Linked DNA regions of Mus musculus: all the other regions are linked to region 3. A link is a contact called in public HiChIP or PLAC-seq and Micro-C data. All regions are on one chromosome and are shown on one strand. The core of a region is the stretch at or near the end of the contact, and the rest is flanking DNA. Distances in the headings are between cores, read along the strand shown.

Region 1 (2,700 bases), core at 43-2,542, 200 kb before region 3:
TATATAAGTACTGTATTACAAGCTCCCATTCCGTTAGGTGTGCACTCCACACTAATGTTTGCATTGCATATAACGCTCCTTCTCACTGGTCAACATGCAAAATGTAAAGTTTGCCTTGTTACTAGGAAAGGACGCTCACTCCCACACCTCTGTCACCCCCCACTTCCGGTTCACAGTTCAAGGGCCAGCCTACCCTCCCCTGCCCGATGCTTCAGCCCCACCACCTCATTTTCAGGAGTGTCTAGAGGCACAAGGAAATGAAAAGTCTACTGACAAACGTCACTCAAAGTGGGGAGCGGGGGTAGAAAAGAGAGGAAAATACCAAATGCAGAACTCCCAAAGACCACTAGCTCGTGGCAGTCAAGGAAGCCACCACAGGGTTAGCTTTGAGGTGGATAAGGGGAGATGGAGTGTGTATGTATGAGAACTGCCCGCCTTTGATGGCTTGCAATCCTAGGTTGGCTAGTCTGCTATGCGTCTCAGCTCAACATAAATAAGAGTCCCGCCCCCCTCCCCGCACCCGCCCGCGCCTGTTAGACATCCTAGGATAAACCCGGGCGATGGGCGTGACCCCTGATAAATTTCTGTTCTGTAGGTCTTTAGGTTTAGTTCTGAAAGAGAAAAGGTGGGGGGGGGGGTCAATACCGCTGCCCCGAGGCGCTGGGTTTACCACTCTGAGCGAATCTGTGGTTGGTGGCATGGTCCCACCAGAGACACCTGCAAAGAGCAGGGCCCTGGGTAGAAATGGTGAGGGAGAGATTGTCTGCTGTCACTGCAGATCTCCCAACTCAGGACGTACAGGACCAAGCAGGCGTCCAGACAGTGATTCAACAGGTTGCCCGCAGGGTCCCCCACACCCACCACCACCCACCACCCAGGCCCTAGGAAAGAGGAGTGCTGTGGTGCGGTGCATTGGGTGGCAGGAGGGTCCCCGATGTTCTGGGAAAGCGGGGTGCTGTGATGCCAGGTCCCTATGTCTTTGAGGTCTTGAGTGTGAATCTTTGGACGGGAAAAGGAGCGCAGCCTCCGCTCCACCCCATACCCCCTCCCCGCCTATAAATAACCCCAAGTGTCACTTCAAAGGGCACCAGGAGCCCCGGACGGGGGCTACCGAGGTCGGCGGGGCCCCGCACACCACGCCCCCCACCCCAGGCGACTTTGCATAAATAAACAAACCCCAGCCGCAGCCCCGCAGGAGGCGGAGGAGGAGCGGGAGGAGGGCGAGGGAGGGGCGCAGGAGATTAGTTTGGGAAGTAGCGCCCGGCGCTCATCCGATCCGCGCGGCCGCGCCGGCTGTGTCAAGTTACAGAGGCGCCAGAATCGGCCCCAGCGCGGCTCACTGCAGCCACGACCCACCTCTGCCCATGGGGCCCTGCATGCGTGCCCCTTCGCCCGGGGACTGACACCCGTTCTCCCCGGAGACACAAAACACCCAGAAGGACCCCGAGCGTCGCACCAGCCCGAGAACTCTGCAGAAGAGAGAAGGGAAAGAGTGGGGAGCGGGGCCAGATCCCCGAACTTGGAACATTCTTCGAAATAACTTTTTTCTTACTTTGGCGTACTCCGATCGCGTCTGCTGGTGGCTCTTGGCTGCTCCCGACTCCGACTGCTCATTTTCGGTCCTCTTTGGCGAGCAAAGGAAAGGGACGTCCTCTAGCCACGTTAACCCCCTTTCCCCTTGCCTCTCAGTTTGGATCGCGCCTCTTGGATCTCGTTTTTATTTATTCTATTTATTTATTTATTGGCTCTCAAGACGCGAGGGCATGGTGGCGGAGCGCACCCGCAAAGCGGCAGCCTCTGGCAGCCGCGGCCCTGGGGAGCTGGGCGCTCCGGGGCCCGGGACAGTGGCGCTGGCTGAGCAGTGCGCTAGGCTGCCGAGCCCCGGGTGCTGCGGACTGCTGGCTCTAGCGCTGTGTTCGCTGGCGCTCAGCCTGCTCGCCCACTTTCGGACCGCGGAGCTGCAGGCCCGGGTGCTGCGCTTGGAAGCAGAGCGCGGGGAGCAGCAGATGGAGAAAGCTATTTTGGGACGAGTCAACCAACTGCTGGACGAGGTTTGTGCCCTTTGTTGCTGCCTTTTATCCCCACCCCGAGGCGCCCCCTCGCGCAGTCCCGGGACTCCACGGGCCGGCACGGGCCGGCGCTCTTTTGCACGCTCGCCCAGGTTGCCTGTCCTAGAACTGTGGGTAGGGATCGCTGCTGAGCTGCCAGGTATTCAGAGCACCATGCGCGGGACCTCCCAGCTCCGGGAGACCCCGGGGTCTTGCGCTGGGGGCGCCCTACGCGCGCGGCGGTCAGGTGGAGAAAAGCAGGGCGCGCAAAAGGTGCGCAGAGGCCGCCAGGGCTGGTTGCGGGAAATAGTCTGGGTGCACGCTTGCAGGGGGGCTCTGGTGGCCCTGTCCGCTCCACGAGGGTGAGTGCTGCCTGGTTTTATGGTCACATTTGGAAGCAGGGAAAGAGAGTGAGCCATTTAAGGACCTAAAGGGACAATTTCTAAAGTGGATTGCTCTTTGCTGGTCCCTGTTTGCTGTTTCTGGCCCCTAGGGCCCAAGTGTGAGTTTCCTGGCTCAGTCCTCCTCAGGGTCCCGTTAACCTATGACTCTTCCGGCTGTGGCCTCTGGAATGATCCTAACTCAATCCCTGCAACTGCGGAAAGGATGCAGCTCTCTCTCAAAAGTCTCCCTTCCCAGGTAGTTAAAAAGT
Region 2 (2,700 bases), core at 177-2,676, 240 kb before region 3:
TCTGCTTTGATATATAAAATATGCACAAAATACCTCTTGTCCTGCATCCACAACCAAACAATAATAATAATCAATTGTAGCTGGGCAGTGGTGGCGCACGCCTTTAATCCTAGCACTTGAGAGGCAGAGGCAGGCGGATATATGGGTTCGAGGCCAGCCTGGTCTACAGAGTGAGTACCAGGACAGCCAGAGCTACACAGAGAAACCCAGTCTCAAAACACCAAAATAAATAAATAAATAGTAATCAATTGTTTTGCCATGACATGCATGTGGAGGTCAGAGGACAGCTGTATGGAGTGGGTTCTCTCCTTTTACCTCAGTTCTGGGGATTAAACTGAGGCCAGGCTTGTTAAGGGAACGCTCTAACTGAAGAAAACATCTCTCCAGCCTGGAGCTGAGTTGCCATGACCCTGGATAGAATCTGTGCTATCCTGAATCACTAGTGATAGTGAATGCTTCGCTCCTGTCTCCAGAGGACAACCCCCTTTCCCTGGAGCCCCTGCCGCTACCCGCCATCAGCTGTGGGCCAAGCCCAGGCACCATGTCGCTGGCTGCAGCCTCACACAGGTCACAGGTCGCAGAGGTCAGTGTCCCCCTACCCATCCCCCCAGACGGAGGGTGATGGAGTCTGCAAGGCAGGACCTGCATTTCTGGCTTTGTGGCTGGAAGGATGGATGGGACAGACATGGATAAACACCAGTAAAAAGAGGGGAGGAGTCTGACAAGCAGGGGTCCTGCCCACCCAGCTTCCCTAAGACAAACACAGCAGAGCCTAAGAGACCAGGCTGGAGAGAGGGCCTTGGAGGCTGTACAGGGTGGGTAGGGTGGAGTGGACAAACTCAGGCAGACTGAGGAGTAGAAGCAAGTAGAGAGTGTTTGGGAGGATCTCCTTGTACAGGGATTGGCTGGCCCCCGGACAGGCTGGCCACAGGAGCCTCAATGTGGCCCAGCTCTGTCTCTTGACTACTGTTGACTATGGGGAGGCGGGGCGGGGGGGGGGCGGGGCGGGGCGGGGCGGGGCGGGATCTTCCTCTTTTTTCCAGGCTTTGGTTTGAGCATCTACTAAACGGGTCTTACGTGGGGATTGGTCTAGAGAGTTCTATGCACAATACCTCCCAGCTGGACCCCTCTGGGAATGCCTGCAGGATACTAAAATCTCTGCGGGGTTCTCATCTTGAACCTGAGGCTCCACAGCCACCATCCTTAATCTCTCCAAAGTGCTGACACTTAACAGTTTATAAACTATCCTTCCTGTCTGCATCCATTTCTGTCCTAAATCCTTGGGGTGGGGGTGGGGAACGGGACTGATGGGGCCGAGATTTTAATCCCACTTTGAGTGTGCTGAGGCTTATAGAGACCATGCAGTTCCCCAGACTCTGGCTTGAGAGGAGTGGCCTGTAGCCTGGTTCAGAGGCTGTCCCAGCAGCTCCTGAGCTGAAGGCCCTCCTAGTGTCACGTGACTCAGATGGGATCACTTGAGATCTGCACACTCACTAGACAGCAACTGTTGGGCCCTCCCTGCACCCTACAGGTCAGGCCTTTTGCCCGTATGGTCTTCTTTCACCCTCAGGGTCAGGCATGTGTGATGCTCGCTGTACCGGTGAGAGGTAAAACTTAGAAAGCCTGTACCATTGGGCAGTGTTACAAGGCCTTGAGCAGCACAGTTGGGCCTCCCAAGATCCATAAGCAACCCTTCTTTCTTCCTTTGCTCCTGCCTGGAAAGAGGACCTCAATTCCACTGATACCCAGGAGCTCCACCCGACCGTCCATCTCATTCCAACCCATCCTTGTGGCCTGCTCCCTGGCCCTCTCCTTCAGGAAGCTCCCCCAGCTGTTGCTGCCTCTCCCAGGCAGCCATTCTTCTTTCTCTTCAGCTTTCACTGCTAGGATCTGCCTCTCTGGGATGCTGGGGTTCACTGGGGAAAAAGGGATAGATAGGTGTCCCTCCTTTGGGTTTTGGCATGCCCAGATAATTTCCACATAGGGTTTCTTTGTCTTTGCTTGCCATATATATATATATATATATATATATATATATATATATATATATATATAGAGAGAGAGAGAGAGAGAGAGAGAGAGAGAGAGAGTGTTTCACGTAGCCCAGGCTAGCCCTCCACTCATTATCTAAGCCAAAGAGGACTTTGGACTCCCCACCCTTCTGGCCTCTACCTCCTGAGTGCTTGTGACAGGCCTGAGCCACCATGCCTACCTTATGCAGTGCTGAGGATCAAACCCAGGTCTTCATGCATGTGACCCAAGCTCTCTACCAATTGAGTCACATCCCTGAGCCCCTGTGTGAGGTTTTTCTGAGCAGTTATTGGTAGATGAGTGAGGAGAAGCAGAAGGTTGCTGGGCAAAGTGTGTTTCCTGCAAGCGAGCATTGTGAGCCATGGACGCTGCAATCTAATTGAGGAACACCTGAGTTGAGTGTGGGGTGTGTGTGTGTGTGTGTGTGTGTGTGTGTGTGTGACATATACACATGCATACCATATATGGACTCTATATATTCTGACACTTTCTATGTTAATCGGACTTTTTTTTGTTGTTGTTGCAGTAACAAAAGCTGAAGAGAAACTCTTTGAAGGAGGAGTTGGGCCTATGGCTACAGAGGTTCCCACCCATGGGAAGCCATGACTGTGACCCTGTAGTGAGATGGGATTCATGTGGTTGAGCAAAGTTGTTTACCTCATGAGTGCT
Region 3 (2,700 bases), core at 112-2,611:
CCCCAGAGAGCATCAAGGGCTTCTGCAGGAGCCTCAGGGCTGGCTGTCCTCTCTCTCATACTGTGGGGTCCCCATTATGGGAGATACGTTTACAGCAGAATGAACCATGCATGGTTTGCAGGGAGAGCAAAAGACATGGCTGGTTCTCAGCAAAACACTCAAGCTTAAAATACACATTCTCAATGGAAAGCACTGGTCTATAAATGCCAGCGGCCCGCCTGATAAAATGGCGAGGGTGGTTGAGTAGCTAACTTCTCTCCACCCAGGCAATCACAGGTCTTCGGTGACCCCCAAAGTCCCCCACTGTGTACATAGATACAAGTACAGTTAGTTTGTGGCAGCGAGCACACATACAAAAGGTCACGGGTTTGGGCAAAGTCCATTCGCTCAATGCTAAAGATCTCGGCTTCACATTTTTTATTTTTTATTTTTTATTTTTTTTTTGCAGAAATCAAAAGGTTTCCTCCCAGAGTCCTCTGATTCATGCAGGAAAAAATCTGAGGCACCATGGACCGTCCATTCAACTGAATGCTTACGGTGACTGGCCCTAGAGCCATGTGCCCTTGACAGGGTTCACAGTACAAAAGACAACGTGGTTTTTCATCAGGGACCAAACAACTACACGCGCCCAGTGTCACCTGATACTGTCCACTGCACCGCCATCACAATGAATTTTCCAGAAACTAATACAAAAAATTGCTTCTTTAGACACTCTCTTTGTGCTTAACCTCAATAACCGTCGGGAGATGGCAAATTAACGCAATCCAATTTTTAAATGATGCCGGGGCACATGGTCTTCATCCACCAGGAAGCACATCTGGATCTCCATCACTACTAGCGAATCACCAGAATAAATTCTCGGTTCCTTCGGCGCCGTGCGCGACACAGTAACGTGTTTGGTAATTTCAGATCAGGGCTGCATCCAACGTGGCTTGCTTTTTTTTTTTTTCGTTCACCTTCTCATCCCGTAATGGGCAGATGAACGCCCACACCTCTTTCGCCCAGCAAAGGTGGGTCGAGCTATCTGGAGCCTGTGGCTGGTGACCACAAGGCCTCCGTGCCGGGCTCTAGGGAAGCGGTGTCCTCGCAGCCGACAGCTCCGCGAACTGGCCCTGTGGTTCCACTGCAGAAGGACAATAGCTCATCAAGCCCCACGAAAGCCCCCGGACCCGTCGCGGAGCCTGGGCTGGCGGGGGATGAGGCTGAGCGACTCCTCCTAGAGGTGGTTATGTGGAGAAGGAGCAATCCCTTCTCCCTCCTCCTCCTCCCCCCGCTACTATCCGCGGCCCGGAGAACTGCCGCTTGCCGCCATTGACACGCACAGATACAACCCCAAGAAAGGCAGGGTCCTGCCCAGCACCGGCGGCACGCGGGCCGAACCTGCGGCCGGGATTGGCGCGCACTAGGCCACCGGGCGCCCGGAGCCCGCGGTGCAGCACCAGGTGAGCCCGCCATGCCCATGGCATCATTGTTTCGGGGGGCGCCGGGGGTCTGGAAACAAAACCCTCTTGTCCGGGCAGTGCAGGGGCCGAAGGGAGCCACGGCGCCTCCCCGCTGCAGCCCTGAGGGCGCACCCCGGTCACCGACCCACCTCTGCCACAGAAATTAATAAATCGATCTGCCCAACTTGCTTCCTCGGGAGATAAAAGGGGGGTTTGCCGAAGACGCCGCGCGATGCCCGCCGCTGGCGAGGGGCCGGGGCACCCTGGGCCAAGCAGGGAGGATGCCGAAATGCGGGGTCCCGCGGCCAGGCTGGCGGTGCCGGGAGCCCTGGATGCGGAGCTCGGGGAGCGGGGGAGGGAGGAGGGAGGCGCCCGGGCGCCGAGGGAACCGGGAGGGGGACGCTGGCTCGCAAGGGCCGAGGGCGCGCGACCAGGGCCTCCGGGGTGCCGAGCTGGGCGCGGGGCTGACAATGGAGGAGGACGCAGAGACGCCGGGGCGGCGCGGGCGCGGAGCCGGGATGCTGCGGGAGCCGCGGGCGGAGGAGGACTTGAGGCCGAGCACTCCCCTCGGGTTCCCTTTCCGGGGCGATCGGTGCTTCCACCGGCAAATGGCGGCCCCTGAGCGGCTCGCCCTACCGGTCCCAGCTGCTTAATTTGCGCGGGAAAATAACAAAAATAATAGTAACAATATCAAGAAGAGGGGGATCAAAGTCAAGTCAGGGAAAGGCGGCAGCCGCTGCCGCGGGTAGAAATCAGCCCTGCCTCCCCGGTTGCCAGAGCGCCATCCAGGTGCACCGCTTTCCAGCCCCGCTAGCCTAGGATGGCTCCCCAGAGTGGCTTTCCACGCCTTTCCTCATGGGGGCGCCCTTAGCTCCTGCCCTCTTTGTTCCTCTCAACAATGGCCAAAGGGGCATCGAACCCCACCCCCGCCACCAAACGCCAATTGAACCTCCTTCTTCACGAGTTCAGCATTACTGATGGTGCCTGGGCTTCAAATGAGCCACGGGTGGGCCTGATTTAGGCCTGGCCATTACTGCAGCGTTTGGGCCGTGGTTCTCTTGGGATGAGGAAAGTGGGAAAGGGGCCAGTGAAAAAAACCAAAGAGTGGACGCACTCATTGGGAACTGGGCTCAGGTTGCCCAGACTGGAGCAACTGAAGCAGTTCTCCAGGTGAGCTGGCTTCAGGGGAAATCACAGCAAGAAGCCATACACCCCAGGAGGCCCCAGGCGCGATCAATCCTATGGAGAACAGCAGCCC
Region 4 (2,700 bases), core at 135-2,634, 220 kb before region 3:
GTAGGAACTGAGAGAGAAACCACGGAGGAACTCTGCTTCCTGGCTTGCTCTCTGCTCTCATTCTAATACAGCCCAGAACCACCCGCTTAGTGATGGTGCCACCTGCAGTGGGCCAAGCTTTCCCATATCAACTGCCAGCTAAGATAATCTCTCACAGATGTGGCCACAGGCCAATCTGATTAAGGAAATTCTTCAATTGAGGGTCCCCCTTTTTTTTTTTTAAGTTTTTTTTTAAGGGTTTTTTTTGTTTTTTTTTTGTTTTTTGTTTTTTTTTTTGAGACAGGGTTTCTCTGTATGACCCTGGCTGTCCTGGAACTCACTTTGTAGACCAGGCTGGCCTTGAACTCAGAAGTCAGCCTGCCTCTGCCTCCCAAGTGCTGGGATTAAAGGCCAGTGCCACCACGGCACTGTCCCTCTTCCTAGGTGATTCTCAAGTTGGCAATAGAAAGTAACCAGTGTTCTGATCATCATGCCTTTTCTGGTGACATTTAAGAACAAGAAGGAAAAAAGGGACATTACCCCCAGTTTCTTTTTCTTTAAGGAGGGAGAAAACCCTTTTTCCTAACACCCACCAGGCTACCTTTTGACTCTATCAGCTGAGAATCTAGCTGCAAGAGAAGCTGGAAAAGAATCGTGTATGTGGTATTTTTATCCTCAGTTATGGGAGTTAGATTTTCCCAATGAAAGAAAAGGGGGGATTGGGTTAATGAATTCTGGATAGGTACCCCCACAATGCTTAGTTTACCCTAGAAACACCATGGGGTATCATTTCATGAAGCTTTATGTATGGGCCAAGGAAAGGGAGTCTAATTTGTTTCTAAGCTGTACAACCTGGCAGTTTCAGAAAACAAACATTTTTTTTCCTCTCATAACTTCTGAGGGTCAGGATGCTGGGAACAGATTAGCCAAATGATTTTATTTCAAGGTGTCTCATGGGGTGTCATCTCAGGGAAGCTCACAAATGTGAATGTCGACTGGGGTCTTTAGTTCTTCACTGAATGATGGCTAGATACTCAATTCTTTACTGACTAGTGACTGTAGACCTCAGTTCTCCCACTGACTATTGGCTAAGAGCCTCCGTTCCTCATTGGCTACTGGCTGGGATCCTCAGGTTTTCATTTACTCGCTGGCTAAGTGTCCTCAGGTCCTCACTAGATAGTGGGACTCTGTTTCTTGGCAAGTGAGTCTCTTCACAGACAGCCTGAACTTCCATAATTGTTGGGCCCTTCTAATTAAGGTCAAAGTCTACCATTGCCCAGAGAGCTCTCTTGAGCTCAGCACAAAAGGGATGCCTCCCTTTGCCAGCAGGGCTTCTCCTTCTCAGACCTTGTCTGGGGAGCTCAAAACCCCCACACCTGCTCCTGATAAGAACCTGTCCAGCAAGAATCTGGGATTCCTGGAATGCCTCTTCATGCAAATGAGTTGTTATCCATTACCATAAGCTGTAGCCAATGATACATAGCCACCCTAGAAATCCCTTCCCCTTTCCCCCAGAACTATATAGCCCTTGCTTTACCCCACTTAAAGTTGAGCTGCCTCTGAAAGTGATCCCGGTAGTCATTTCTGTTATACTCACAGATCATCTGAAAAGCTGTTCTTCGACTCTCTTCTCTCTGTCCTCATAGTCTGGTGGCCAACTGAGGAGAAGGGAGGACCACACATGGTGTATAGCTGCAGGTTTCCTCTAGAGTGAGAAGCTGTGAGGCAGAATGAAAGACCAAGATGAAGACTCCTCCATCTTCTGTCACCTGACCTTGGAGGTGACCTGCCATTACATTCCCCCACAAGTTGAGGTTTGGTCTTTTGCTATGCATTATAATGCTAAAAACTGGCCCCCAGGGCCTGGTTGCCCCCCGCAGGGTGTGAGAATCTGCACATTGACACAAGTGATGCTATGGAACCTTGCCCTCCAAGTTATCCCTGATTACTAAATAAAGATGCCCACAGCCTATACCTGGGCAGAAGTGAGATAACTGGGGTTTGGGATTCCCAGGCCTGAAGTCAGAGAACCATGAGGAGGGGGAGAGATAAAGTGGAGAGAAGGAAGACGACGTGGGGTAGGTGAGTCATGAAAACATGACTATGAGGTCTGGCCAACTGAAGAGCAGCCCAGACGGAACATGGCAAATTATAATTCAGGGTAATAGATTCTAATTGCATAGAGGGTAGATACCTGCCTAGCTCTAGTGCTGATTAAGGCTACTGTAAAAATAAAAATTGTGTGTCTTTTGTCTGGGAACCGAATGATCAAAGGCGGGGTAGAAAGCTCAATTTGAGATTAAATAATTACCACACCACCCATTATTTTTTTACTCACATGCCCCAACCCTGGCACAATGGAAGGAGACCATTTAAGTTGATTCCCCAGGAGGTAGGCGTCTTCAAGGACCATTGTGGAAACAGGACATCATAGATCCCTTCAAGGGGAGACAGGAAGGCAGATGAAGTCTGATATTGAGCCTAGAGAGCCTGGTATCCGGGGTCAGAAGGAGAACATCTCGGAGGAGAAGCATCCAGCGCTTTTCAATACAGCAGTGAGAAGAGTAAGATGCTTGCTAACATGTCTGCTAGGGTTGTTGGAATTGTTAAGGGCGTGGCGGCGCATGCCTTTAATCCCAGCACTCGGGAGGCAGAGGCAAGCAGATTTCTGAGTTCGAGGCCAGCCTGGTCTACAAAGTGAGTTCCAGGACAGCCAGGGCT

The links. A called contact is a pair of places that touch in the nucleus more often than the background predicts. HiChIP or PLAC-seq counts read pairs in DNA pulled down with a chosen protein or histone mark.
Region 1: a Micro-C map of embryonic stem cells shows a contact between it and region 3, with 4 times the contacts expected there. The contact joins the promoter of Col13a1 here to the promoter of Macroh2a2 in region 3. A contact is called at or near these places in 4 of 39 promoter capture datasets (cranial neural crest, frontonasal cranial neural crest, hippocampal neurons and 1 more), 8 of 484 Hi-C or Micro-C datasets (the N1E-115 cell line, cerebral cortex, embryonic stem cells and 2 more), 5 of 115 datasets of contacts at active chromatin or transcription factors (differentiating embryonic stem cells, embryonic limb bud, embryonic stem cells and 1 more) and 1 of 9 other capture datasets (embryonic stem cells).
Region 2: a contact with region 3 is called in an H3K27ac HiChIP or PLAC-seq map of embryonic stem cells, with 6 read pairs. The contact joins the enhancer-like site here to the promoter of Macroh2a2 in region 3. A contact is called at or near these places in 3 of 39 promoter capture datasets (the HPC-7 cell line, HPC-7-derived erythroid cells and cranial neural crest), 1 of 484 Hi-C or Micro-C datasets (embryonic stem cells) and 5 of 115 datasets of contacts at active chromatin or transcription factors (acute myeloid leukemia and embryonic stem cells).
Region 4: a contact with region 3 is called in an H3K4me3 HiChIP or PLAC-seq map of embryonic stem cells, with 11 read pairs. The contact joins the enhancer-like site here to the promoter of Macroh2a2 in region 3. A contact is called at or near these places in 3 of 39 promoter capture datasets (the HPC-7 cell line, HPC-7-derived erythroid cells and cranial neural crest), 1 of 484 Hi-C or Micro-C datasets (nephron progenitors) and 3 of 115 datasets of contacts at active chromatin or transcription factors (embryonic stem cells and stem cell-derived neural progenitor cells).

What each region holds. Positions count from the first base shown.
Region 1 is chr10:61,977,700-61,980,399 of GRCm38.p6, reverse strand. It overlaps Col13a1 (collagen, type XIII, alpha 1), which reads left to right and starts at 1,292. Exons shown (of 41, transcript NM_007731.3): 1 at 1,292-2,051. The coding sequence starts at 1,764.
Region 2 is chr10:62,018,332-62,021,031 of GRCm38.p6, reverse strand. No RefSeq gene overlaps it. Among named protein-coding and RNA genes, the nearest start is that of Col13a1, 41 kb to the right of the region's middle. Within about 2 kb of position 1,426, at least 20 of the 459 cell types and tissues checked have an H3K27ac peak or open chromatin away from gene starts, as enhancers often do. A contact at or near this core is called in embryonic stem cells, where this site is marked.
Region 3 is chr10:61,782,525-61,785,224 of GRCm38.p6, reverse strand. Macroh2a2 (macroH2A.2 histone) reads left to right here and starts at 1,361. Exons shown (of 9, transcript NM_207000.2): 1 at 1,361-1,442. It overlaps Gm2137 (basic proline-rich protein), which reads right to left. Exons shown (of 3, transcript XM_006514419.2): 2 at 1,592-2,074; 3 at 403-1,123. The coding sequence ends at 953.
Region 4 is chr10:61,999,070-62,001,769 of GRCm38.p6, reverse strand. No RefSeq gene overlaps it. Among named protein-coding and RNA genes, the nearest start is that of Col13a1, 21 kb to the right of the region's middle. Within about 2 kb of position 1,384, at least 2 of the 459 cell types and tissues checked have an H3K27ac peak or open chromatin away from gene starts, as enhancers often do. A contact at or near this core is called in embryonic stem cells, where this site is marked.